Linked DNA regions of Ovis aries: region 1 is linked to region 2. Evidence: chromatin contacts called from public Hi-C data. All regions are on one chromosome and are shown on one strand. Each heading gives the region's core, a stretch centred on a gene start, on an enhancer-like site or on the middle of the called end of the contact. The rest is flanking DNA. Distances are from core to core; before and after follow the strand shown. Region 1 has its middle 110 kb from the start of NNT. Region 2 has its middle 150 kb from the start of FGF10.

Region 1 (5,119 bases), core at 2,571-5,070, 780 kb before region 2:
GCTCAAACTACCACACAATTGCACTCATCTCACATGCTAGTAAAGTAATGCTCAAAATTCTCCAAGCCAGGCTTCAGCAATACGTGAACTGTGAACTTCCAGATGTTCAAGCTGGTTTTAGAAAAGGCAGAGGAACCAGAGATCACATTGCCAACATCCGCTGGATCATCGAAAAAGCAAGAGAGTTCCAGAAAAACATCTGTTTCTGCTTTATTGACTATGCCAAAGCCTTTGACTATGTGGATCACAATAAACTGGACAATTCTGAAAGAGATGGGAATACCAGACCACCTGACCTGCCTCTTGAGAAACTTGTATGCAGATCAGGAAGCAACAGTTGGAACTGGACATGGAACAACAGACTGGATCCAAATAGGAAAAGGAGTACATCAAGGCTGTATATTGTCACCCTGCTTATTTAACTTATATGCAGGCACCCCACTCCAGTATTCCTGCCTGGAAAATCCCATGGGCAGAGGAGCCTTGCGGGCTGCAGTCCATAGCGTCGCATAGAGTTGGACACGACTGAGCGACTTCACTTTCACTTTTCACTTTCATGCATTGCAGAAGGAAATGGCAACCCACTCCAGCGTTCTTGCCTGGAGAATCCCAGGGACGGGGGATCCTGGTAGGCTGCCATCTCTGCGGTCACACAGATTCAGACACAACTGAAGCGACTTAGAAGCAGCAGCAGCAGCAGGGTACATCATGAGAAATGCTGGGCTGGATGAAGCACAAGCTTGAATCAAGATTGCCGGGAGAAATATCAATAACCCCAGATATGCAGATGTTACCACCTTTATGGCAGAAAGTGAAGAGGAACTAAAAAGCCTCTTGAGGAAAGTAAAATAGGAGAGTGAAAAAATTGGCTTCAAGCTCAACATTCAGAAACTAAGATCATGGCACCTGGTCCTGTCACTGCATGCAAATAGATGGGGAAACAGTGGAAATAGTGGCAGATTTTAGTTTTTTTGGGGGGCTCCAAAATCACTGCAGATGGTGACTGCAGCCATGAAATTAAAAGATGCTTACTCCTTGGAACGAAAGTTATGACCAACCTAGACAGCATGTTAAGTAGCAGAGACATTACTTTGCCAACAAAGGTCTGTCTAGTCAAGCCTATGGTTTTTCCAGTAGTCATGTATGGATATGAGAGTTGGACAATAAAGAAAGCTGAGCGCTGCAGTATTGATGCTTTTGAACTGTGGTGTTGGAGAAGTGTTTTGAGAGTCCCTTGGACTGCAAGGAGATCCAACCAGTCCATCCTAAAGCAGATCAGTCCTGGGTGTTCATTGGAAGGACTGATGTTGAAGCTGAAACTCCAGTAGTTTGGCCAACTGATGCAAAGAGCTGATTCATTTGAAAAGACCCTGATGCTGGGAAAGATTGAAGGCAGGAGGAGAAGGGGATGACAGAGGATGAGATGGCTGGATGGCATCACTGACTCAATGGACATGAGTTTGGGTAAACTCCAGGAGAGGGACAGGGAGGCCTGGCGTGCTGCAGTTCTTGGGATTGCAAAGAGTTGGACATGACAGCAACTGAGCTAAACTACCCTGAATAGAACCAAACATCTCAGCTCCAGAGATATTTCAATTCAACTTTCCTATATGTAATTATGTTTATATTGCCTAGAATTGTAAGCTCCAAAAGAAGAAATTTTGTCTCTTTTTGCCCACAATATTTAGCATATATTCTGACTTCTGGAACATACTCAAAACATATTTCTTAAATGAATGAATGAATGAACTGAGAGATTCTGAACAATGCAATTTTCTCTTACTTTTGTACTTTTTAACTTTTGTGCCTGGACTGGGTGTTGTATTACTGTTGTACATAAGGGGACAGTGCAGGCACATGGCATTCTCAAAGTTCTATGAGATGTTTCAAGAAGGGAAATAAAAGCTAAGAGTGCAGTGTGGAAACTAAGACCCAGAGCAATGCCGGCTCCCTTACTCAAATTCTAATTCATGGATAAAAACATTCTCAGAAGCAAGAAAACTAATAGCTAGCATGAGTACTAGCATGCATTGTAAAAACATCACTAGGCTGCCTTAAAAATTACTCCTATTTTCCCATGCAATAATAGTTAAAAGCTTTCTTTGCTTTTATAATTAAATGGTTTTGGATTTATGAAGGAAGAACTCTAAAGCTTTTTTAAAATTGAGGTATAATTTCCATATAACATTATATTATTTTCAGGTATATCACATAATGGTTCTATATTTGTATGTACTGTGAAATGATCATGACAGTGTCAGAACTATAATGCTTTAATACACTTTGCAGTTCTCAGATTTATCTTCCTTAAGATCTGTAAGAATTAAGCAGAAAGAATGCTTAATGTGGGTTTACTAATATGAGCAGAAAAAGAAAGTGTTGGAGCGCTATATTTTATTTTAACATGGCTTTGTGACTTTGAATGGGTTGAGCAAGAATCACAGTCATGATTTAGCCAATATTCCACTTATGAATAGCATTTTTATAATTTTCTGAGAGTTGTGAATCACAAACCTCCAGTTTCATTTCCTTAAGAGTAACTGTTCTTTGTTCTTCAGTTTAGGTTATTTGGGAAGTAATTGACCTGGAAAAACATTTCCCAAAATGTGATGGTAATGACAGGTAAAAGAAAAACAAGTTCTGTGGTTATAAAAGTTTAGGAAATGCTGGATTAAACAAAATTCAATAATATTTTTCTCTTTTTAGTCACAGGGCTACTATTAGTAACATGCACTGTAAATCTCCAAGAAGGAGGTATATAATATACAGTATTTCCCATTATCATCTGATCACTGAATTTTTAAATTTAATTAAGCACTTTATTTTTGTGTTGCGTGTTCTTTGGAATTTAAATGTGTTCTACTAAACACTTTGGGCTTCCCTGGTTGCTCAGATGGTAAAGAATCTGCCTGCAATGAGGGAGACCTGGATTCGATCCCTGGTTTGGGAAGATTCCCTGGAGGAGGGCATGGCAACCCACTCTAGTATTCTTGCCTGGAGAATCCCATGGACAGAGGAGTCTGGCGGGCTATAGTCCATGGGGTCGCAAAGAGTCAGACGTGACTGAGCGACCAAGCACAGCAACACTTTGGGAGATTAGCCCAGAGAGAAATATCCTCTTACGCATAGGTATAGGAGAGGTATTGGCATTTACCAAATCCCTGGTGACATATTTCTCTCCTGTCCTTTCCCTTAACCACAGCCCTATGAGCCTCCTGTTCTAGGAACTAAATAACTCTGTTCCTGTTCCTAAAACTGTGCTAATTATAATAATAGCTTGCTGCTGCTGCTGCCAGTAAGTCGCTTCAGTCGTGTCCAACCCTGTGCAAACCCATAGACGGCAGCCCACCAGTCTCCTCTGTCCCTGGGATTCTCCAGGCAAGAATACTTATATTCATTGAATACTGACTATGTGCCAGACATAATTCTAAAGCTTTTCAGTGTAATAATTCATTAATCACAACAGAGCAATCCTTTCAGTAGGCATCCCATTGTACGGATATGGGAGCTCAGAGTCCAATTAATTAAGTGGAGTCAGGATTTGAACCTGAGCCATCTGGCTTCACTCTGAACCACAGTACTATGCTGTCATAGCACTGACTTGCCAACTAACTTTTAGAAAACAACTTCTTGGTAAGTTGGGAACTACTTGTAATTTGTGAACTCCTTGGGATGCTAAACAAAGAAGCAAGAAGTACAGTTTAATGTACCAGTTTGACATTTGCTTAACTTCATGCATGTGTTTGGCAGAGTCAATTTTTCCAAAAGATTTCTTCACCTTTTAGAAATACAGAATCTGTCATTTTGATGTGGTGCCATGAGAAGGATCATGTGCTTCACTCCTACAGTATGAACTTGCTTGTTTTTAAGTGCAGGCTGCTCTTGGGTTTTCCCTTTCTTTCTTTTTATATAGTATAGCTATAGATCTTACTGTGTTCTTAAGCATACATATCCATACAACAGGTCACAAATAATTTGATTACCAAAGCACATCATGATTCCAGTGTTAACTACCATACCTTCTTTACTGGAAAGTTATGAAGCCTGTAATCCAGTTTGGTTGGGGGCAGATTCTCTGTCCTTTCTTTCTGGTCCTCCTTTTGTTATTATATGGGTTCTCCATCATCTTTTGACCTTCTTTGTCCCATTCTGGGGCTTTCCTGGTGGCTCAGTTGGTAAAGAATCTGCCTGTAGTGCAGGAGACATGGGTTCAACCCCTGCATCAGAAAGATCTCCTGGAGAAGGGAATGGCAACCCATTCCAGTGTTCTTGCCTGGAGAATAGTCCGGATTCCCTGCAGAGGTGATTCTTTACAGTAGAGCTGATCAAATTTTTCAAAAAAATTGTTTAAACTTCTTTCTTTATACTAGCCCATAAATCTGCTAAACTATATTCTAGTTCTTTTATATTACTTCAGAGCTAGTCCTTTTGATATGCTTGTTCATATACTAGTTGTCAGAGCATGCTGCTGCTGCTAAGTCACTTCAGTCATGTCTGACTCTGTGCGACCCCAGAGATGGCAGCTTACCAGGCTCTTCTGTCCCTGGGATTCTCCAGGCAAGAACACCGGAGTGGGTTGCCATTTCTTTCTCCAATGCATGGGAGTGAAAAGTGAAAGTGAAGTTGCTCAGTCGTGTCCACCTTCGTGATCCCATGGACTGCAGCCCACCAGGCTCCTCTATCCATGGAATTTTCCAAGCAAGAAAACTGGAGTGGGGTGCCATTGCCTTCTCTGTGTCAGAGCATAACTGAAGTTATATAATAATCTAAGGACACTAATCATATTGCTTCTTAGTTTTAATTATAGTTTCGGCTTTTGCTTGAAATTGCATAAAATTAACAAAGTTCTCTAAAGCAAGAGAAATTAACCCAATACTAGTTTATCTCCTGATTTAAATGCTATTTTCTTTCCTTTACTGATCAGGCTCTCCAGTGGATAGTTTACTTTAGCTCATACTCTCTTCAGGCCTCAAAAAGTTTTGCTGTTGGTTCCCATCCTAACTGATGAAAGAGCCTGGTGGGCTCCTGTCTATGGGGCTGCAAAAGAGTCAGACACGACTTAGCGACTAGACAACAATGACAGTCTTATCTCGAAAGTCAACAATGAGTCCTTATCATC
Region 2 (4,969 bases), core at 788-3,287:
AAAATGAGCTTAATAAAAGTTAAATCAGAAATCCTTAAGAGTTCAGGTCCTAGTTTAAGGACAGCGTCACAAGTCTGGGAAACTGAGGTGTTGGATAAATGAAGTATTTATTGGCTTTTTAATCTCTTCTAAATGGTATTCTTCCTTTGGACTCGTGATTTCTTTTATAAAACAGGAAATGAAATTCCAGCACCACATAAATCTGAGAAATAACCTCTTAGTTACAATTTGAAAAATAATCAACATCTTGATACCTAGAAGTTATACTGCGTCACAGATTTTTCTCTGAGTGAGAAAAATGCTTCCTTAATTCCATTAATTACTGCTACTTTTCACTTTCCCTTTGTGACACAAACTTTTAAACTCTAAGTGAGCTGAGTCACTGAGCAAGAGAGCTAGTCCTATGAAATTAGAGAACTTACTTCAAGCGAACACTGAGTATAAACATATGACTTTACAAAGTACTGTTTCCAAATTCAGAATAGTTCTTGTCAAACTAAAGGAATTTTAAGGAAGTAAAAGAATGGCACTGGAATCCCTTCCTTTAACTTCTGGGTTGTTTATTTGAACTCCTATCAGGTTTTGTAGCCATTTCTCTATTTGTTGAAAATCTTGGGTAGGGTCATGCTTCACAGAGGGAGGGAGACACACTGGAGATAAAGTCTGTTGTCACAGGTCCCTGTTGCCACTCTTATGATACAGTCATCTTTCAGTATTCGAGGGTGTTGGTGGAGGGAATTCGTTCCACGATACCAAAGTCTAGGGATGCTCAAGTCCCTTAGATAAAACGACAGAGTATAGTTCATGCTCCGTATCTGCGGCTTCTACATCTGGGGATTTAACTAATCTGTGTACTAGAATGATTAACCAAGTCTTTCCTCTATGGGCGAACTTCTTTGTGCTTTTTTTTTTTTTCTCTCTCCAAGCTTCCTTTCCTGATCGTAATCTTATTATCCTGTATTTTACTTCCTTAGGGCTTTTTGCATGACAGTTCTTTTGTATAACAGATGAATTCTGGAAAATAGGTTCATTTATATTCAATTATGTTTAATATGTTGGTGGTAAGTTCTCTATTTAAACACATTTATCTGGAGGAGAATACTTTAAACTGAAGATGTTCCTCTGTTTCTGGTGAAACTCACTTTCTGTTACCAGCTGAGGAAGGGGAATGCTATGAATTTCTATGGAAGGAAAAGAAGCTGGGTGATCCAACCTTATGGAAGGTGATCATGAGGTAGCATGTCATGAGACAGACTGCGTTAAAAAAAAAAAAAAAGATCTACTAAGGCCCTATTAACATCAAACACAGTCAAGTTTGTAGGAAACAGCTATTTGAGTCTGACTTCTCTCATCTGACCCTGTACTTCCATTTCTGCTTAGATGTTTTCAGAGACCTGAAGGTTCAAAGACAGTCACTCTATTTGCTGAGAGCACTAAAGCTTAATAGTCCATAGAATTAAATTGTATTGTACCCAAAATACATCTAATCATATTTTTTATTAACCTATGGCTCCTACTTCTATCTTCCAGGTCGGTGTAGAACAATTCCCACGCCTTTTGTATGCAATATCTATTTGAATAGATTTGAATACAGCTTTCATACTCCCTCAGACATGCTTGCTAGAGGTTTTGATACATTTGATAGTTTTGAGCCTGGAAAGTTTTCTTGTAGTCTAAAACACTTGCTGATATTCTGTTAGCAGCTATATTCTGATAAAAGGAAATATTGTACAACATTGCAAAGAGCTTAAATTTTCTGTTAGTGCCATATGAGTGTAAGAAGCTAACTTCAGAAATTTTCTGGTTGGGAATATTGGTTCTCTGACTCAATATGTGGAAGTCTTCACTTATATACACCTGCTTGGGTAGATTGTGGAAGACCACAGACAAGTGATTTAACTCAAGATGTTTCAGGCAAAGCATGCTATTTCTTCTTACTGTAAAAAATAAGGAACATTTCTGAGTCATTGCAGTCTTGGAAGGTAATGCCAAACAAATGAGAACCAGACCACAAACAGTGGGGCCAAGTACATCATTACTGAGTGACTAATGTGAACAACTTACATAAACTGTGGCTGAAACTGAGTTTTTAGCAGATGACCATAACCTTTGATTGCATCAAGAATAGTTAAAAGCTCTTTAATCTGCGTATTGTCTTCAGGAAAGAAAAATTCATCAATTCTATTCATAATCTCTGAGAGCTGCAATTTTCCATTAAGATTTAACTCTACCTTTCCCAGATTCTTCTCCTCCTAGAGAGCGACAGATGTGACTAAAAAGAATTAGCTGGGGTCCAAATGTGTTGCATATATTGATAATGGGGGGAGGATGCTACAGATTAATACAATCTTCTTCCTTCCTTTAAAGCACCATGGAATGACTTCCTTTCGAAACTTTGGCTGATGGAATAATTCATGTATTTCTTTTGAATACCCATGTCGTATACTGAGTTCCCAATCCTTTAGAAAGTAGATTTTCCTTTGTAGCAGGATCATTTCTTCTTATTCATTATGAACCACATCTGCCCATGATCCCATCTCACTGAGGTTTATTTTCTTTAAACACACAAATGAAAGGCAACACAGTTTTTCACTAGGAACTCTTTTTAAAATGGAAGCAAAGAATTTAGTAACTCCTTCTGGGAAGGAAACATTTCCCTTCTGGTTTTACTCCCTAAATAAAAGCACTAGTTCTAATAGCACAATTAACTATCTTATCATTGAATAAATGTTAATATTTTGTATACTTTCTCTCTGTTCACATTTGAATGAGAGTCTAATTGATTCTTGTGTACTTGGGAAAGATATAAGGGAAAAAGGAAGAAAACAAGAGTTAAGAATTTTCCTGAAGGGTATTGATATTCTCTAAACTTATTAATAAATATTGATCCAAATTCTCTTTTTTTCCACTTTTTGTACTGTATTTGGAAAATCTCAGCCCTTACCACAGGCCAACTAAATTAAAAGCTTCCTTTTAGTAAAAGCCGTAGGTGATCTATATGGACACTAAAATTTGTTCAACTCACTGAGTCTCTAAACTTATGATTAACATCAAATATTCTCACCTAAAACTCCTGTTGTCCTATTCCATCTACTTCTGACTTGTTTTTTCCCCCTAAAAAAATCTTCACAGTATTAATTTTCTTCCATGCTCAACTCTTGGGGAAAACTCTATGCAATTTCAGTATCCATGCATAGAATCTTTTTAATATCGTAGCTCTTCAACAACTGGGCCTTATCTCTTTCAAACATTTTCTCTTCCTGGGAAATAGCATTTGGTCCCATTGTCTTATAACCTGCAACCCTACCATTAATGAACAATTTTAATTCACCATAATTTTAGGTTTGATCATCCTACTCATAGGTTATCATCTATTACCTTTCAATTTCACTTTCTCTGGTACTCAAACTTTAATGAATTTCTGAATCCACTGGTATCTACATGGTATTCGACTTTTTCATTACTTTCACCACATCTTGGTATCCCTTCTTTCCTGCCTTAAATCCCATGGCCGATCTATAATCATTCCTTTGAATCTAATTTCTATACCCTTGCACATTGTCCAGCTTTCTTATACTCATCTTTCAAAAGCTCATCACTGGGTAAATTAAACCTTAATCTTTTTAAGTTTTAGCCCAGCTAAATTGGCTGAAGAAAAACACAAAATCATGCTAATATTTTACCTTAATTAAGGACCATTAATCTCAAGTAGGACCTTAGGAGCTGCCTAACAATTCTGTGTTTTTCTCTCCTTTTAGAAAATCACTCCTCTGTCTTTCATCTACTCAATATCTCCAATGTCATCCTCCTTTGAATAATCATGTCTTCCCATCTCCTCAATCTGAGTTGGTGACCTGACTTTCTATTTCACAGATATGGTGTAGAAGTAATAAGAAAAGATCTCTCCTCAACACAGATAAATCCATGTACCTACATCCGAGTGCCTTTTTGCTTGTCAGGAATATTACTCCTAGAAGTCCAACTTCTTCATTTCAGAACTAGATGATATTTTTATGATAAAGACTTAGCTGTGGAAATTCTCCTCTCTCACATGATCAGATTTTCTCTCTGTATTGTATTCATCAACATATAATATCTTATAATTTCTCCCAATGAGAAATTTCACTCTTGAGGTTCATACCTTGAAATCTATTGTCCTATTTTTCTTCTTCCTTGTAAAAGAAAGCCTCTTGAAGGAGCTTTCTCTAGATTTGCCTCTGATTTCTTTCCTCTTCTTTATTAAATCCACTCCAATAAGACTTTTGGTGTTGGAGAAGACTCTTGAGAGTCCCTTGGACTGCAAGGAGATCCAGCCAATCCATTCTGATGGAGATCAGCCCTGGGATTTCTTTGGAAGGAATGATGCTAAAGGTGAAACTCCAATACTTTGGCCACCTCATGCGAAGAGTTGACTCATTGGAAAAGACTCTGATGCTGGGAGGGATTGGGGGCAGGAGGAGAAGGGGACGACAGAAGATGGCATGGCATGGCTGGATGGCATCCCTGACTCGATGGATGTGAGTCTGAGTGAACTCTGGGAGTTGGTGATGGACAGGGAGGCCTGGCGTGCTGCTATTCATGGGGTCGCAAAGAGTCGGACACAACTGAGCGACTGAACTGAACTGAATAAGACTTTTGCTGATAGTTCTTCACTAAAAACTTTCCCCCCAAAGTTATCAATTATCTTGGTGTTTCTAACTGCGGTAGTCAATAGTTCCTATTTTGTTTGATCCACCAGTAGCATTTGACATAACTGACAGGCTGTCTTTCTTGAAACATTTTCTTTGCTTCATTTACTGAATATCATATGTTCCTGGTTTTCTCACTTAATTGACTATTCTTTCTCAACCTGCTTTACTGATGTCTCATTGTTTCCCTGAATTCTAAACACTGGTGTTTCCCAGGGCTCAGTGCTTGATCCATTCTTTATCTATGCTCTCTTTGTGATATCGTTCATTCCTAATTTTCT

What was found. A called contact is a pair of places that touch in the nucleus more often than the background predicts.
Region 1: a Hi-C map of tail adipose tissue shows a contact between it and region 2, with 6 times the contacts expected there. The contact joins two enhancer-like sites. A contact is called at or near these places in 2 of 16 Hi-C or Micro-C datasets (skin fibroblasts and tail adipose tissue).

What each region holds. Positions count from the first base shown.
Region 1 is chr16:31,237,857-31,242,975 of ARS-UI_Ramb_v3.0, reverse strand. No RefSeq gene overlaps it. Among named protein-coding and RNA genes, the nearest start is that of NNT, 110 kb to the left of the region's middle. Within about 2 kb of position 3,820, at least 3 of the 54 cell types and tissues checked have an H3K27ac peak or open chromatin away from gene starts, as enhancers often do. A contact at or near this core is called in tail adipose tissue, where this site is marked.
Region 2 is chr16:30,451,824-30,456,792 of ARS-UI_Ramb_v3.0, reverse strand. No RefSeq gene overlaps it. Among named protein-coding and RNA genes, the nearest start is that of FGF10, 150 kb to the left of the region's middle. Within about 2 kb of position 2,037, at least 4 of the 54 cell types and tissues checked have an H3K27ac peak or open chromatin away from gene starts, as enhancers often do. A contact at or near this core is called in tail adipose tissue, where this site is marked.